Linked DNA regions of Gossypium hirsutum: region 1 is linked to region 2. The links are chromatin contacts, called in public Hi-C maps. All regions are on one chromosome and are shown on one strand. The core of a region is the stretch at or near the end of the contact, and the rest is flanking DNA. Distances in the headings are between cores, read along the strand shown.

Evidence for each region. A called contact is a pair of places that touch in the nucleus more often than the background predicts.
Region 1: a Hi-C map of leaf shows a contact between it and region 2, with 2.7 times the contacts expected there. The contact joins the promoter of LOC107917929 here to the promoter of LOC121228175 in region 2. A contact is called at or near these places in 3 of 34 Hi-C or Micro-C datasets (leaf and petal).

Annotation. Positions count from the first base shown.
Region 1 is chrA01:33,500,423-33,506,356 of Gossypium_hirsutum_v2.1, reverse strand. It overlaps LOC107917929 (protein FAM135B), which reads right to left and starts at 3,939. Exons shown (of 16, transcript XM_016847348.2): 1 at 3,730-3,939; 2 at 3,024-3,415; 3 at 2,867-2,952; 4 at 2,285-2,439; 5 at 1,790-1,854; 6 at 1,478-1,672; 7 at 1,225-1,282; 8 at 687-932; 9 at 446-570; 10 at 2-191. The coding sequence starts at 3,199. LOC121223056 (endo-1,4-beta-xylanase 5) reads right to left here. Exons shown (of 11, transcript XR_005920428.1): 10 at 5,659-5,716; 11 at 5,231-5,500.
Region 2 is chrA01:33,345,118-33,351,036 of Gossypium_hirsutum_v2.1, reverse strand. It overlaps LOC121228175, which reads right to left and starts at 1,643. Exons shown (of 2, transcript XM_041111429.1): 1 at 1,527-1,643. It overlaps LOC107917116 (a long non-coding RNA gene), which reads left to right. Exons shown (of 2, transcript XR_005925708.1): 2 at 351-1,101.

The DNA.
Region 1 (5,934 bases), core at 2,690-5,189, 150 kb before region 2:
CTTCATCAGTTAACTTCAGCAAACTTGGACCCCTCTTATGCACAATATGGTGGGAAGGCTCATCAAAACCACCATTTATATAATGGTGAGGCATTTCAACCTTAGAGTAAACCATCCATATTGACCATTCAGCTCTTCGATCCTTAGCCCATGCATCACGAAGGAATTGCACTATCTGTGTTTTATTCTCCCTGGAAAAAAATGCAATTTTAACATCTAAAATAAGCACAGATATTATGAATTAAGGGACTCAACTCATCTTTTCTGTTGATTAGTAGTTAGGGATGCAATGGTTAATATTTAGAGGTCCAAGTAAATATTTGAAGATAAATAAAGTCAATGACATAGTTCCACTCGGTTATCTGCAAAAAGTTACTTCTGAGTTTAAACAAACCTCAATACACTTTGTATTCTTACAAGACCTGTAAATAAAAATGTATCTGACCTGTGGAAATTGAGGAATGTGTTCCATAAATACGACACTTGTTCACCCCATAGATTAAATAATTTAATTTTATCATCCTTGGATAAGTTCTGGAGCAACCTAACATCTAATCTACCACCAACTCCCTGTTAAAGAGAGGAAGCTATTGTAGTTTCAATCAATAAAAAAACCTATAATATCATTAAAAAAAAGGAGAAATAAATAGGAAAGTGTATGCTGCTTGATAAAATAAAGCAAGGACCTCAAGACCATTTTGTGGCTTGCCTTGTCCGGGAACTTCAGCATGAGCAGTAGCCGGGTTTGCTTGCAGAATGGAATCAGATAGTTTTGTTTCGTTCATTGTGGATGTAAATTCAGTTAAATCAATTACTCGGTTAATACCATTGCCAAATCTTTGTAGCTCCACAAGCAGTGTGTCACGAGCATCAAATAAAGCCTTAACAAGCGTGGCATGTTTCAAGTCAGTACATGCCACTTTATCTAGTGCCTGGTCAATCACATAATTGAATTATCAGTACATAGAATCCTGACTATTAATGATAATAAGAAGATATAAGATGATTTCCACTATTGCTCATGTAAATCCACAAGAAAAAACATTATTAAACCCAAAAAACTAAAAATGGCTATTTTGAACTTTATTATCGTAAATAATAAAGCCTCATAATATTCATAAATTCAGATCAACGTATTATACCCACAGTTTCCACCGCTCAAACAAATAACTAAACTATTAGAGATGTGTTACTGTTTATTATTATCCTATGTTTAGAACAAACCTGACTAGATCCGTCGATAGTTTCACCAGCAACAGCATTGGGGGCACTATAAGGAACGCTGAAATAATTCAACAGGTCAAATTACTACAACGTGTCAACATAGCACAATTTACTTTATAACCAAGACCGCCCCTCCCTTTCTCTTTCATTCCACCAAGAAATACCCCACCCCAAAAGAAGGTTCAAAAAGGGTGATGAAAGGAATATGAGTCCTGTTAAGTTAGCATTGCTGTTTCTAGAATCTGTGACAAACCTGGGTACTTTCTTTGCGCCCTTGCGAGAACCAACTTTTAGGAGACAGACGTGAACACTTACATCCACAAGAACAGCATGAAATGAATCAAAATAAACAGGGCAATAGGAATGCAGTCCTAAAAGAGCTTTAGGAGGGATACGAAATTCATGAACTGCAGCAGGGCAACCATCTGAAGAAGGCTGAAACTCAGAACTGAATGCAGCAGTTTTCAGTTAATTATGAGAACTTTTAAATTGAAAAGAAAAAAAAAATATAGAGGTAAGTGAAATGATGCACATATAAAAATGAAAACAGGATTTATCAACTTACCCTTTCTCCAATACAGGAGAATAGAGAAGCTCAAACTTCAATATGACAGCTGATGATAAAGGGCCCTGTTAGATATTACTACATTAGCACCATAATAGGTTATAAGAGAATATAGATATTGACCTTCAATGGCTCGGCAATAGCCAAACCAATCATGGTAGGAAAGATTCTATGGATGTCCTCCATGAATACCAGAATCAATTGAAGAAAACACTGGTAAGAGTCAACTTTTGGGAACATCCAATGCCATTTCCATTCAATATATGGTTGGAGTTACAGATTTGAGCATCATTTGATATCAAAAGAGTAAAGCATCAAACCTATGATAGACTGACATTAGGCCGTATATTTACTAATGAAAATATGTGAATCAGTGGTACAGGCAGGTTAAGAGCTGCACAAGTTCTAGCAACGTATGTGGTTGAATCAACTGCTAAAAAAGAGAGTTGTGTGCAAATGTGAGTATGTGCAGGAAAATAAAGAGAGATTTCCTGCCTCGTTCTCAGTAAGGGGTAGATGAAATGCAACCAAGATAGATAGAAGAACATCCTGTTTCGCATATTTGATTCGAAAAGGCCGTGTTGCGAAACTGTTGTCAGTGTCATCAATCCTCCACACTCCGTATACATCATCAGAACCAACATTTGGAGCTGCAACATTTTCCTAGTCTTATTAAGAAAAAAAGAATGTTGTCTAAAGACAAAAATCAATGCTGGGTTTTAATTAAGCATGTAACCTACTTCAGATGTATTTGCTTCAACTGCATAGAAAATATTTTGATCAATTAATTGGACAACATAGCAGATTTTTCTATTATGAAGTGGCACTTCCCAATAAAGTAAACTGCAATTTTCCAGTTTAGGTCTCTAGAGCGACTGGTTTCAATACAAAATGACTGAATATAGCAATACTGGAAACATTTTATAAGTTAATGAGATAATGTTCTGACTATAATGACAAATAGAAACTTTCTAACTTTAAGAAAATTATTTTATATTTTTTTTTCTTATAAAGGAATGGAGGCAAATAGGTAACAAACGTTAGAAGAAAAAAAGCAACTGAATTTTAACAATTTACCTTCATATTGCATGACTCTTGAAGGCGCTCCTATAGAAGTTTGCTGATCATTTTCCCATCTCATAGTAATCTTAAGTCGATACCATCTAAACAAATACAAAACATAAGGATAATACGCACAAATCATAGTAAACCAAATATAAAAAATGCTCCATACCCTTGCTGGAAAAGATCAAGGTTATGAAACCTATGGATGTAAATTGCAATCTCTTGGATAGTATCCAACATGACAGCCGGCTGTACTTTAGCCGGTTGCGGTTTTGCATTGGATAACTTCTTCGCTTGTTCGACTTTATTATTGAAACCAATTAACCACGCAATACGACGTAACATATGTAATCAAAATCAAGTATCCACAAATATTGCATCCCTCTTTACTTTTTCGCTCTGAAGTATCAAAATCCAGGGTCCTTCTCAAAACCATATACCCTTGACTGTCATACAATCATCAGAGAACAATGCACCCTCACATAAAAAACCAAGACTAACAACTCTCTCTATACGACCCACTGTCTTTATTTCTCCTCGTACAATGCAAAGGCTAAATAGCTGCAAAAGGAGGAACCAAAAAAAAAAATTCAAAATGTTGAAAAAGAAAATCATCATTCCAAAAATCAGTAACAGCATAAATTTTTAAGGAATTGCATTAAAGGCTGCTATATAATGAGAACATTGCAATTTAAAAGAACCAAATAAGAACATTTTGAGATTATTAACAGTATGGAACTAACAGTGTTCAGAATAAAATTAATCAAGTTTACTAACAACCTTAAAAATAAAATAAAATAAAATAAAATAAATCCAAATAAAAATGATAAGCAACCAAAAAAAGTAGGAAAAAGAAAAACAAAAAAACAACAAACCTGGGCTCAGATCTACAAATAGAGATAGGGTTTGCAGGCTTTTTGGTGTTATAGCTACAGATGAATGGGGAGGTTGATAAAGAAAGAAAATTAAATATAAAAATACTAAAAGAAATGGAAATGAAATACAGAGATCTGGTGGAATACGTTGATCTTTATTTTGGTTTCGTTTTTTAAGAAAAAATGAAGTTACTATTTTATTTTATTTTTATTAATTAAATTTTTGTAGAAGGTAAGATATTTAGGTTTAGTTTGGATGGGCGGTGTGTTTAGCTCCGGTGAGGTTAAAAACAACAGTGGCGGTGAGATTAGTTACTGTAACGGTGAGATTGGATACTGTAGCGGTGAGATTAGAAACAACGGTGGAGTGTGTGTTTGGATTCAAACGCAGCTGTAGCGGTGAGGTGAAAATAGAAAATGACCTTTAAGGACATTAGATTAAAAATGATATATAATAGAAGTTTTTAAAATTATTTAACAATTACAAAATTAATAAATGATTAAAATTTATTATTAAATATAATTTAATAAAAATATATAATTTAATAGAATATATGAATTTATTAAAATTATAATATATAATATTATAAAATATAATTTAAAATAATTATTATTAAATATAATTTAACAAAAATATATAATTTAATAAAATTCTTAGTATTAAATATTCTTATATGAATTTACTAAAATCATAATATATTATACTATAAAATATAATTTAAAATAATTATGATTAAATATAATTTAACAAAAATATATAATTTAATAAAATTCTTAGTATTAAATATTCTAATGATTGTATCAACAAACTTCATAAATTTCTTCTATCAAATATTAAAATATTTGAACTTGACTTTGAATATTGATTTTATGATTGTTACTTTACCATCAACAACCCAAATTCAATTTACTTAACAACATAATGAATTAGGGTTTTTCTTCATATTCCCAATTATGTATTCCATTTCCGACCGTAAAGCACCTTTCAACTCATCTCATCAGTAATTTTCTGTCCATTGAAAAATTAGGATTCTATTGTTTGTGCATCAACAATTTCAAACTCTAAAATTTAGAACGTAAATTTTATTTTCTCAATTTCAATTTTGTTTCTAGATTTGAATTGCAGCAATTTTGGTCTTCAATGTTGTTTTCTTCTTTCATTTTAACTTCTTCTTTTTGTTATATTTTCTGTAGAAAGATGGATTTTTTATGATTAAACTTTTAGACATATTTATTTTCAATTTTTTCCACGAGCATTTAGATAAGAAAAATATTAAAACTATTCAAAAGTTACTTGTTTGCTTCAAAACGAAGCATATAAGGACTAAATTGCTTATTTTTATATTAGAGGACCCAATTTGCTCTTGAATTTCTAATAGTTTAACCAACAAAAGTTTTACATGAGCTAACAAAAAACCTCTCCAACTAAATTGCACGCATAACTTGTTTAGCAAGGTTCATTTTGTCTAAAGATTGAACAGACTTGGATTAACAATTTATATAGATAAAATGTACTCTTATTGTAATCGACTTGGACAAATATGAATGGTGGTCATCTTTTATAAATACAAATTTGTCATCACACAGGTTTAAAAGAAAGTAAAAAAAAAAAAAGCTGATCATTTCATCATTCAATTTTAAACATTTGAGAAAGGTATATGTTTTCTGTCTGGCCATGATTCTATTTTCTCAAAGCACTTGACAGGTACCACCCCATCAAAACCCTCAGTCAATATCACTTTGTTGTCTGAAATGTAAAGCTTCATGCCTTCTGCAGTCATCAAGAAAACAAGCGAAGACAACTTAAGAACCGTAGTTTGGCAAGAACAAATCAATATATGTTCGGCCACACTCTAAAGAAAAGTGAGAAAGATGACTTGCTTCTTTCATGATTCTATGAACCGAAGCAATAACTGCAAGCATGCTTACCTTCCAAAGCTTTTCTAACATCAAGATAGATCAAAACGTTTAACATCTCATCTCATACCTGAAGAGGGTAAAAGAACAAATCATCATAAGCCCTGTACAGCATTTAGATTCACTAAAACTCAATTTATGCCGATTAGTGCTTGTCATTTCCCATTATTGCTTAAAATTCACGTTATATATCGGCATCTTAGTAATCCCCTTTCATAACAAGCATAATAACACCCCTAAGCAGTTTGTCACGTATATCGTGCTGGCATATTAAAAATAGAGAGTAAA
Region 2 (5,919 bases), core at 394-2,893:
ATTTTGATTGGTTCAATCAAGTATTCAAATCCCTTTTTTTCTTTTTTCTTTTTGAATTTACAATTGAGAAATATACTATAAAATAGAAAAAAAACCCAGAGTTTCTCAGCTGTTTTTTTTATTAATCTTGTTTGGTTTGCTTTGATTCATGTTTTTCTTGTTTCTTTTTTGTGGAGTTCACTGAGCGTTGAACAATTCCCAAATTTATACGTTATTGTCTCACTATTGCTCTGTTCATCAGTTTTGTAACTTTCTAACTGGTGCGTTATTTTTTCTTTAGCTAAGAAAAAGCATTTTTTTAATTGATCGTGTTCTTGAATTATTTATTGGTTTTGAGTTTTATAATCTAGGTATTTGCAGAATTGTAAGTTCTATACTTTTTGGAGTGAGATTTGAAGAATCCCAATTGACAAAAAGGCAATCTTTTGGGATTGGGATTTTAAATTATGGTTGAATTTTCAACTGAAGATCTGGGTGTGTCTTTAGAATTTTCAAAGGGAAGAGGATGTATGCTGTGGGGAGACTAGGTAGCTATATGTCTCGTGGCGTTTATACTGTGTCTGGTCCATTTCATCCCTTTGGTGGTGCTGCTGATATAATTATAGTTGAACAACCTGATGGGACCTGTAAAACATCACCTTGGTATGTTCGGTTTGGTAAATTTCAAGGGGTTTTAAAGACAAGGTAATCTATCCTCCAAACCTACGGGATTATCATCGTCGACACCTTAATCCCTAAAATCCTCTCCATGGCAAATGGGAAACTGGTCAGTTGGACCACCCTATGGTTCTTTTTTGGTATTTCTGGGTCAACAGTTATTTTTTCAGGGTTTGTAGGAATTATAATCATGGTTTTAAAGCATCAAGTATTATCTAATACATTAGTTCATAGTCTACTCATATCAGAAAACCATGCAAGAAAAACGGGTATGTTCTCTTTTTCTTTTTACTTGTTCTGCTTTTCTTTTTGTTATTTTCCATAGATTCTTTGTTTCACAAATGGGTTTAGATTGATTTTGTTTCAATCTCTTTGCTGTTTTTTTCCCATAGGCTCCAATGCTGGTGGTTTATAAATTAGTACATTATTCTTTGTTCCTTTCAAGAACTAAATTTTGCATTATTTCCCAACATTTATGGTCACTCTGGTTAAAACTAAAATGAGTCAACCCTACCAAAGTTAGCCTTTCCTATCATCCAATAACCAAAAGCAAATTGAAATGGCTAACCTTATCCAACTTTCAACAGAAACTTAGAAATCACAAAATCTTTACAAAAATCTGTAAAACTTCCCAAAGATGAACAAATTACATGCAATTTACCCATTTTTTTGAAACTTCTCAACTTTTAACAGAGTCTTATTCAAATAATACCCCAAAAAAGTCGTGGATTTCAGGAAACCCCAAAATTGTGAAGATCCAAGCTACTAGTTACAAGCAATAACAAGATATGACATTGTAGCTCATTTTGAGCAAACTCAACACAGTTTATATTCAGACAAGAAAAAAAGAGAGAAGAAAGTGGGCATACCTGGAAACACTTGATCTTGCTTACTTCAGTTTTGTAGTAGCCACAACCAAGAACAAAGCAAAAAAGAGGGGAGAAACCAGGTTCAATCACTGTTTCAGTTATCAAATATGAAAAAACAAAACGACTGTTTTCTTCCCAAATCTGAAAAAAAAATAAGGTTGGGAAAGAAATTAGTTTAACTTTTAAGGATAAAATGGTAAAATAATAAATAAAAGCAAGGGTATTTTTATATGTTAAAAATACCTACTACACCACTGCCTTCAATTGCTGCTGAAACCTCCAGCTCCTTTTCCGCATAGCGGTGTGGTTGAAATCAACTTTCACTGCACTGTGTTGCTGAACCAAATAATATATCAGTGAGGTTGCTACCCCAACTGCACCTCACTGACGTTAAAAGCCAAACCAAAAGAGCCCTAAATCTCTTAACCAACAAAAGAAGATATACGTGGATAATTACCAAAAGTTGATAGAAGCCTTTTCCATGAGTTCTTCATAAGCAATTTCTAAAATGTGGATATTGTGGTGAAAAAGACCTAAAATGTAATTGTTCAAACAAGGGTTGAGATAACATCTTGTTCCAAATTTAATGTTGAAGTTACTAAAGAGACATTGTGTTAAAGAAGAGATTTGTAAAATTTATGGTAGCGAACATGTATTTCGTGATGAAGAAGAAAGTAAATGACTAGAGCTTTGTTTATAAGAATTCTCTAACCATAATTCATATTTGTCCAATGATGTTTTTTTAATTCAAGATCTATGGTGGATAACTCAATTACATTACTCCACCTACAACAAAAAATTTGCTTGTTAAAGCAAGTCTAAGATTCAAGAACAAATCTTTTTGAATAAGGGGAGAACGATACAAGTATGGATAACGATACAAGTATGGATAGGAACGACATTTTACATGAGATCCAAGTATATTTGAGTTTTGGACACTATTTGTAATAATTAGACAAATATTTTTTGTGTGTAATAGTCTCTTTTTTTTAACTATTTTATTTATTTATCTTAGATAAATAAATATTTTGAATTTAAATTAGTTTTTTAGGTTGTATCTTAGATAAATAAGTTTTTTTTTAAAATTTAAACTATTTATCTTAGATAATTAAGGTTTTTTTTTAAAATAAACTAGTTTATTTTGTATTTCAAAAGCAATGTATTAGCCTAGAGGCTTAGGCCACCTACTTTGGATAAATCAATATAATAATTATTTTTATTACTTTGAAAAGTGTTTATGAAAACCATTTTTTTAAAAGGGGTCAACTTTAATACTTAAAAACGAAAATAGGAGTTGCCACCGATTTTTTTTTGAGGTGTGGTCGGATCACCTAGTAATTTGGTCGTTTTAATAAAATATTTTGATTTACTAAAATAACGATTTTGATCTATGAAATTCGAGAAAACGAATTCGGGAGTTGGTTACATGCGAGGAAGGATTAGAACCCTCGTTATGCCCAAAATTGGTACCTAATTGATTCATCAACGTCTTAATGTCAAAAATTGAAAATTTGAAAAGATTTTAAAATACAATCCCCTTTTTATTAATGTTAATTTTAAAAATGTTTGAATTAAAATGAAACGAACATCAAAGCCCCACTCATCCCGCGATAACAATATGCCACATCCCGTAAGTTAGGATGCGACATTTGAGCCCTCGAGAATGAGTTTGCTTTTAATTTTTATTTAAGAGTTAGGTATTTTAAATTTAGAAGGATGCTCGGTTGTTTAGATTTAATGAGAAAATTGAAACTCCATAAGTTAGGGTATGACTTCTCGAATTTTCAAAAAAATGGAACATTGCCTCACTTTTTAAATTTTTGAGTAATAGTGATTACAAAACCGGAACGATAGGTGCTATTTAGTTGGAGTAAAATATGACGGCTTATATTGGATAAATATAATAGAACTTAATACACAATGCAATTTAAACGAAATAAAATAAAAAGGTAATATAGAGCATGAATAATAATACATGAATTAAATGTTATGTTAATGAATGTCAACAATATGAAAATATTAATAAATAATTCCTAGAGCATATAATGGCAATATTCACATAATACACCATTTTAATACCACAACTAACAATCGAAGAAAACGAAGCAAAATAATATATAAAACAATTTGAAGAAATAGTATAAAACAATTTAAAATAAATAATATGTAAAAGAAATGAAAATAAATAACATACAAAGAAATTTAACATAAATAATATAATAGACACTTTAAAATACATAAAAAAAAGAGTTTTAAGATAAATAACATGTAAAAAGAAATTTAAAATAAATAATATACAAAACGGTTTAAAAAAATAATATATATATATAATTCAAAATAAACAATATATATAACAGTTTAAAATAAATAATATATAAAAAATTTAAAATGGATAATAGTTTAAAATACATAATAAATAATAATAAAACAATTTAAAATAAATAATTTATGAAAAAGTTTAAAATAAACAATATATAAAAAAATTAAAATAAATAAAGCATAAAACAATTTGAAATAAATAATTTATAAAGTAATTTTAAATATATAATACATAAAACAGTTTAAATGAACTAATATGTAAAAAGTCTAAAATAAATAATATATAACACTATTTCAAATAAATAATATAAAAAAATTATAATAAGTAAAATATATGAAACAGTTTGATATTAAAAGGGTAAGGATTGAATTAAAAAAGGTTAAAATTATGGGCCACATCTAAAAAACACAAAAACATGGAAGCAGGGCCTAAAATAGAACACGCGCGAAGGAACAGGGGTTAACTGGGTAATTATTCCCCAACCCCTGTGCGCGACGTTTCAATATAGGACCCAAATGTAATAAAAAATAAATTATGCAGATAAATCTCAAACATATCAAACTATAATGGGATTAGATTAAAACATACAAGAAGATCGAAAGGATTAAAATAGCAAATAGCCTATTTGGGCCTTAACACGCAGATCCCCCACTAATCAGGTTGGGTTACGGGTTCCCCCCCAAAAACGATGTCGTTTTGGCATCTGCGGGGAGGGAATGAAACGGTGCCGTTTCATGCTGCATATTTAAGCCCAAATTTTTTTTAAAAGTTTTCATTTGCAGCCCATTCTCTAAAAAGAAAATGAAAGAAAAAAAAACTCTCAGCCTCTCTCAACCTCTCCTTTTCTCCGGCCAGTCGGGCCACCGTCCGTCCACTCCGGCCACCAGCCGTCGGCAATGGTGGCCGTCGTATACGGCAGCCGAATTTCAAAAAAGAGGTCCTTAAGGCCGTTTTGATTTCCCTAAGTCTGATTTGAGGTCAAAATTCTAATATTCGAACAAAAATTCCCCGAACAAACGAAAGACCCTTTGACTTTGACCACCTTTCATCGGAGGTGGCTACCTCAGTCACCCACAACGGTGGAGCACCAATCCTTAGGTATGCCCTTTTAGACTCATTCGCTTTTTAATTTATGTTTTTTTTTTGTTAAAATAGATTTGCAAAAAAAAATAATAAACAGAAAATAAAATAAAATTAGAAAATAACCAACAAACACCTTTTAAACTTCAGTTCTCTTTTTTGATTTGCTTGTGTGCGTAAAAAAATTACAAATGAAATATTTCGGCTTTTATAACCGAGTTACAGACTGTTAGCTTCTATTGTTTGTCTCTTTACTATTTACTACCACTGTTGCTTGCATGTTCCTTTCTCTTGTTGCATTCAATTTTTGCAAGTGTCAGACGCGTGGAGGATGGCGTGCGGCGGTGCTAGCTCGTATGGGAGGAGCGACAACGCAAAGAGGCTAGGGTTTCTGCCTCTTTTTTTTTTATTTGCTTGAAATGGTTTAGTTTTGGACCTTTTTGGGCTACTAGGGTTTTAATCTTGTTGGGCTTGGGTATTGAGTTTGTAGATTGGATAATGTTTTGTAATGGACTATTAATTTTGGACATTTTATTTATTGGGTTTGGATTTTTGTTTTATTTTGTAATTTGGGCCCAGGCCAAAATTGACCTATTACAGTGTTGTTACTTTTTTTTAAATAAAAAGAGATTATTTACTTGTTTTAGAATTTGAATACAAATAAAATTGATGATGTGTATGATGGTACAATGATTATGCAATTTGATGGTTATGTAATTGGATTTAAAATCCTCAAAATGGTGATGAATATTATGTTTTTGATATGAATGTAACCGATCCATTCGAATTTAGTGATGATGTTGGATTAAAAGTGCCACTTAGTAGAAATTTCAATTTTAAAAGATTATAAAAATTTTCCACAACACTAAGACGTTAAATAATTTAGAAAAATTATGAAGAGCAACCATGTTTAGCCAAAGACGTTAAATAAATAAACTGTTTGAGAGAGAATTCAATTTATTTTAATTTTCTAATTATTTTAGTATTACGTAT